Linked DNA regions of Triticum aestivum: region 2 is linked to region 1. The links are chromatin contacts, called in public Hi-C maps. All regions are on one chromosome and are shown on one strand. The core of a region is the stretch at or near the end of the contact, and the rest is flanking DNA. Distances in the headings are between cores, read along the strand shown.

Region 1 (2,890 bases), core at 169-2,668:
AAATAGGGAAGAAATTCTTATTTGGACCAAATAGGGAACCAAATTTTAAGAAAGGGCCAAATAAGGAATTCTCTCATTTTTGTACTGGTGTAGCTTTTTTGTATCGTAACAGTTGCTCAAGATGCATGCCATACATAGTGTTGGCTCAAAGCGGTCTACAAGTTGCTTTTTCACTAGATCAAAAGAACAAACTAAAAACTGGACTAGTTGATGTTCAAGCAGGAAAGGGCTGGGGTGGTTGAGTAGGGGAGAGAGAGGAGTCGGGTGGAGGTGGTGCTTACCTTTTTTGGGGGGGGGGGGAGGTAGGTCTCGTTTTTTCTCTCCATATCTGATTTTTGGAGTTAGGAGGAGGAAGGAGGTGTTCCTGCGTTGACTTTGTTCTTCAAGACGTCATTGATGGGGCAGATCTTGTTTACATGAAGAAAGGAGAAGCAAGGAGGAAGAAGGGACCCTTGCGTGGGCTTGTCCTTCAAGGAAAAGGGAGGAGGGGGTTGCGTGAGGTGTCCGCAAGGGAGCATGGGCGGGGGTGGGGGACCGAAGCTTGGGCGACGACAGGTGCGACGAAGCGGGGACCAGGTGTGATCGGGGTGCACGCGCGATCCACCCATGATTCGCACGGGCTTGGATACGTCGATTTCGCGCACGGGAGGCTTCTTTCCTTTTTCGGCTGTCTGGTCTCGCGTGTGGGCCGCTCCTTTCTTTTCTGGAAGAGCGTTCAGTGCTGCGATCGGGTGCCCGTGCGCCAGCTAGCCACGTCCATGAAAAATTGGCACGAGGGTTCACAGTTTTAGGCCCTCTTTGATTCGCAGGATTTTCAAATCGTAGGAATAGGAAAAGTATAGGGTTGGAGTGGCATGCACACATGAATCCTACAGGATTAGCATGGAGTGTTTGATGACACAGAAAAAGCAAAGGAATTGTAAGAGGTTGGAGTGGATGTTAGATTTTCTATGAAATGTAGTACAAAAGATTCCATAGGAAAAATTCCTATGGGATCCAATCCTATGAATCAAAGAACCAACATAGGAAAAATTCTTAAGGATTTCAATCCTCCAGAAATCCTATAGAATTCTTTTGAATCAAAGGAGCCCTTAGCGGGCAAGCCGCCCGTGGGGCGTCGGACATGGACGAATGGGCGTACACGGTGGGCTGGTCCGTACCGCTGGTTTTTCACTCCACAGACGCGCACCGCATTTCACTCTCTCGGACTCTCGAGAAGAAGAAAAAGAGATGCGCATCCCGGGGGCGGGGATTCGGTCCGTTCCGCTTCCGCCGACGGTTATTCCTGCCGAGCGCGAAACGGCCGTTGTTTCCCCCGGGCCCACCGGCACGCGACACGCGGAACGGATAACGCTCCCGACTCTACTCCCCTCCCGTCGGTTGATTCCCCCCCGCCTCACCGTGACCGTCAGCGAGCGAAACCACAGGCCACAGCACACCGCGCGGCGCGGGCCTTGAAGAGTTCACGGGGACGCGCCACGTCGCCGCCTTCCGACGGGTCCTACCTCTGGTTCTCATCCGCGAGGGAGGAAGAGAGAATAAAATAAAGAGAATAATTCCGCCGAGGGGGAGGAGGAAGAGGATAAACTAGTGGCGAGAGGGAGCGGTGGTGGTGGTGGTGGGTGGCAGGCAGATCCCGGCAGCTTTTCGTCTCGTCTCGTCTCGTCCCCTTTTCGAGATCTCGCCAGGTACGGATCCGTCGACCTCTCCCACTTCCCCCTGCTTCGGCTTCTGCTTCCTCCCAATCGTGCGCGCGTCGTGTGGGCGGGCTCTCCTTGCGCGAGATCCGCGCGCTGCTCGCCCGCGCTTGGATGGATTGGTTCCGCTGCCGCGCTCGCTGTTCGATTCAGCGCTGCAGAGGTGGTAGTAGTAGTAGCGGCGGTGCTTCGGGGCATGGGGGGAGGGAGGGGAGCGGTGGGCCCATGCGAGCCCGCCGCGTCGAATTTAAGGAGGAGGAGGAGGACTGGACGGGCAGAGGGGAACGGCCGTAGTACGGCGTTCGCGCGCGGCTCGGTTCGCCCGCGGGCATGCTCAGTGTTCGCCCTTGTCCGGCGACGAGGGTAGCGGTGGGTAGCAGCGCTGCGCCAGTTGTCTCGCTTTGCTTCATCCCATGCTTTTGTTTGTTTGTTTGTGAAGGAGTAATTCTGTTCATTCTATTTCGTAGTACTACATATGTATCCTACTGGCTAGTCTAATAAAGGATCAATGTTATCCATAATTCTATCATCTAAACTTTTGAGATCTGGCACACTACCCCAGAAGAAACTTAAAATAGTGCCTATAGATGGGTGGGCCGCATCCAACATTTTCATTGCGCTGTCCACCAAAAGATGCTCCGCGGGATGCATGGGTAGGAGATCAGGCTGCTTTGCCCTGGCATTCTCGTCACTAGCCAAGGCATGCTAGCAAGTTTTGTCTGTTGGATGTTGTGTGGATTTTTTTGCTACTAGCGTTCCATTTCAGCCCAGTGTGCACCGTCGACAGTGATGCAAGAAGAGGGGAGAGGAATTTTGAGTCACTGGGGAGTCCATTCTGTCTGGCTGCTGTATGCCTGTATATATGTAGAGATGACTGGATTTTGGTAGGTGTTTTGTCGCCTGCTTGGCTGTTTGTTGCTAGTACAAAACTGATCTCCACATTGAAGAAGTGGCTACTCATTTACCAAGTTGGATATTGATGCCTGCACCAAATGGGAGATGTGTGGTTGCTGTAGTAATTATGTTACCACAATTGCTCTTGCTGGCTTTGTCTCAAACACCTGGTGCCACATGCACAACTGGAACTAAGTGTAGTAGTTCCTATGCCTCCGCTTCACTTCCATAGCATTGACAACAATATGTTTATTGAAACAAACTGCAGACTGAATTTGCTAGAATTGTTTTGTTGTATT
Region 2 (3,017 bases), core at 66-2,565, 780 kb before region 1:
AGCATTACGTCGAACACCCTCTGGCCAGGGGCCCTGACCCCGGCGTCGATCTCGGCGAAATGCAGCCAGACCATGTAGGACATCCTCGTGTCCACCGGCATCAGGTACTCGATCTCGTTGGAGGCGTCCCCGCCCGTGGTCACCGCCGACCTGTACATCTTGGTGGGGAAGTAATTGGGCGGCTGGTTGCTGCCGAAAATCTTCCTCCCTCCGGCAGTGATGGCGTCGTAGGTGAGGTCGTTGTTCCGGAAATCTGTGCCGGCCTGCCAGACCCTGGAGAAGGCGTCGGAGTCGTTGGTGAAGCCCGGGCCGAAGAGGCCGTTCCCGCAGGTGAGGCGGCCGTAGTTGACGAGGACGACGTCGGCGCCGGTGGTGGCGCCGTCGTAGGCGAGCGGGTGGACGGGGGCGACCTCGATGGAGGCGACGACGGGGGCGTCGGTGGAGAGCGAGTAGAAGCAGACGTCGGTGGCGTCGGAGTCGGAGGAGGAGTCGGAGGGGAAGATGAGGTCGGAGTAGGCCCCGTAGCGCGCGGCGGTCTCGGGCCACGGGGAGCGGAAGGAGAGCACGAGCGTGGCGGCGGCGGAGACGTCGAAGGACGGGGAGCGGAGCTTGGAGTTGTAGTTGTCGTAGACGGAGAAGACGCGGAGGTAGTAGCGGCCGGGGGCGAGCGGGAGGGAGTAGCAGGAGGACTTGCCGGCGGAGGAGGGCGGGAAGAAGCGCAGCGTGCGCTCCTGCGGCTGCGGGAAGCGGTGCGGCTCGGCGACCATCCCCGCGTTGCCCCCCGCCGAGAAGAAGCGGTCCGCCAGCCAGCGGCGGCCGAAGGCGGAGGTGAAGTCCGCCGCGCCGCCGCAGTCGATGTTGTAGCTGTGGTTCGCCTGCGCTGCACGGACAGAGAGAGAGCGCTTCAGTGCGGTGCACGCGGGTGTTGTATAGGAGCTCGATTCGAGCTTAATTGAAAGTGCTTACCGCCGGAGAGAAAGGGGTCGTCGGAGTCGCGGGCGGCGCCGGCAGCCGCGGCGGCGAGGAGCGGGAGCAGGAGGAGGAGGAGCCGCATTGCTGTTCCTCGCGACTGGCCGTGGCCGGAGGAGCGGCGGGCGTCCCCTGGCCGGAGAATCTGGCGGGGAGTTCAGGAGCGGAGCGGGTGTGAACGGAGCTGCAGCGGAGTGGAGGAGACGTGGTGGTACAGTTGAACCGCGGAAGGAGGAGGGAGACGAGGCTGGAAACGCCGGATCTGGCCGCGCTGGAGGATCGGACGGCCCGAAACCGTCCGCCGCGGCCGCGACGGCCGTCCGATCAACGGCAAGCAGCGGACCCCGGCGGTAATAAAGAGCGGGGGAGAGCAACAGTGCGATGCGAAGCTCTTTGACCCTTTTGCTTTTTCACATTTTATCACGTCTCTTTTCCTCTCTCAAAAAAAGCCTCGAGCTGTTTTTTGCTCCGAAAGAAAAAGGCTCCCGCTGTTCGCTCACGTGACAAGGCGCTGGAAGTAAATAAATAACGGAACTGGCAATGGATGGAGGTGATCCGGCGGGCCGCATTCACCCGCTTGTACGGCACGGGATCTATCTATGGATCTACTCGGCGAGTCACGGAGGCACTGTTCGACTCGGCTGCTCGTATTGCCACCTGCATGCATGTAGACAAAAATCATTGCGGACAAGCAGTGCGTGTGGGTGTGGGTGGTCACGGGGTCGGCTAGGCCAGCTGAGCGCCGCGGCAACGACCACCAAATCAGGTAATTAAGCGTGTAGGTGGTGCATTTCCGTCCCTTGGCCGACCCGACCCCGTCGCCGCGGGGCCCGGGCGGACGGACTCCTTCTCCATGGGTTCGTTCGTGCCGCGACGTGCGCAGTACTAAAATGCGCGGCGCGTCTTGCCGTGGGGTGCTGCTGGCCACCGCACGTACGCGCTCGTAATATATGCAGGTTCAGGAATCAGGACCTTTTCATTTCCTCCGTATTTCCCTTCTCTCCAAGGTTGCTGAGAGTCACAGCCATACGAGTAGCGGCCAAATTCACTGTTTTGACCCTTTTCCTTAACTTAAGCACGATTTGACCCTATGTGCAAAAAAAAATCGGATCTGATCCTTTTCCTACCGCCATTGTCTATGGCGGTAGGGTAACACACCCTACCGCCAAGGCCTTTGGCGGTAGGACTTACTTACACCGTCACGCCCGTTCGATGTGAAAAGGACCCTACCGCCATGGTCCTTGACGGTAGGGACATGCATGTAATTATAATAAGGGCACGCATGCAATAAAAGATTCATTTTTTACAAAAAGGTCCCCACCGCCATAGGCTATGGCGGTAGGGTTACACGTCCTACCGCCATCGACTGCGGCGGTAGGGTCCTTTCTGCAAAAAATGAAAGCGACGGTGCAGGTAAGTCCTACCGCCAAAGGCCTTGGCGGTAGGGTGTGTTACCCTACCGCCATAGACAATGGCGGTAGGAAAAGGGTTAGATCCAAAAAACTTTTGCAGATAGGGTCAGATCTTGCTAAACTAACGAAAAAGGGTCAAAACAGTGAATTTGGCCACGAGTAGCAGTACTGTCATCGGAAACAACGCTCTTTTTTCCAACAGGACAGCAATAGGACCAGCCATAACTGATGACTGATTGTATTTATTTATAGAGTTAAATACATTAGTGGTGTCTTAACTTGTCTTGTGCAGTCAGTTTGATGTCTAGAATCGTAAAATACACAAAATTGATGCTATAATTTGTCATATGGTGCAAATACAGTGCCTATGTATGTCTCCGCATGTATGTTCTACCTACATGGCATGCCAAAGCGGCCATGTCCCACATGTCGGTGGGTGGGAATGGGTGGCCCGTGCATGAGGATTCTTTTTACGGGAAACCCTTTTTTTCTTATTATGTAAGAAACACCTCAAATTAGAAACATGGGTCACACTGGTTAGTAACTATGATTGATAAACGAGAAAACACGAACAAGTGTTTTGAACCTGGGACCTCGTTGTACAACCTCAGAAATGGGAGATCGCCGCCATTGCAG

What was found. Hi-C and Micro-C count contacts between places; a contact is called where the count stands out from the background.
Region 2: a contact with region 1 is called in a Hi-C map of leaf, with 6 times the contacts expected there. The contact joins the promoter of LOC123068484 here to the promoter of LOC123068481 in region 1. A contact is called at or near these places in 1 of 5 Hi-C or Micro-C datasets (leaf) and 1 of 1 datasets of contacts at active chromatin or transcription factors (leaf).

What each region holds. Positions count from the first base shown.
Region 1 is chr3B:45,949,171-45,952,060 of IWGSC CS RefSeq v2.1, reverse strand. It overlaps LOC123068481 (repressor of RNA polymerase III transcription MAF1 homolog), which reads left to right and starts at 1,418. Exons shown (of 11, transcript XM_044491064.1): 1 at 1,418-1,688.
Region 2 is chr3B:46,724,693-46,727,709 of IWGSC CS RefSeq v2.1, reverse strand. It overlaps LOC123068484 (receptor-like protein 4), which reads right to left and starts at 1,315. Exons shown (of 9, transcript XM_044491068.1): 1 at 967-1,315; 2 at 1-880. The coding sequence starts at 1,054.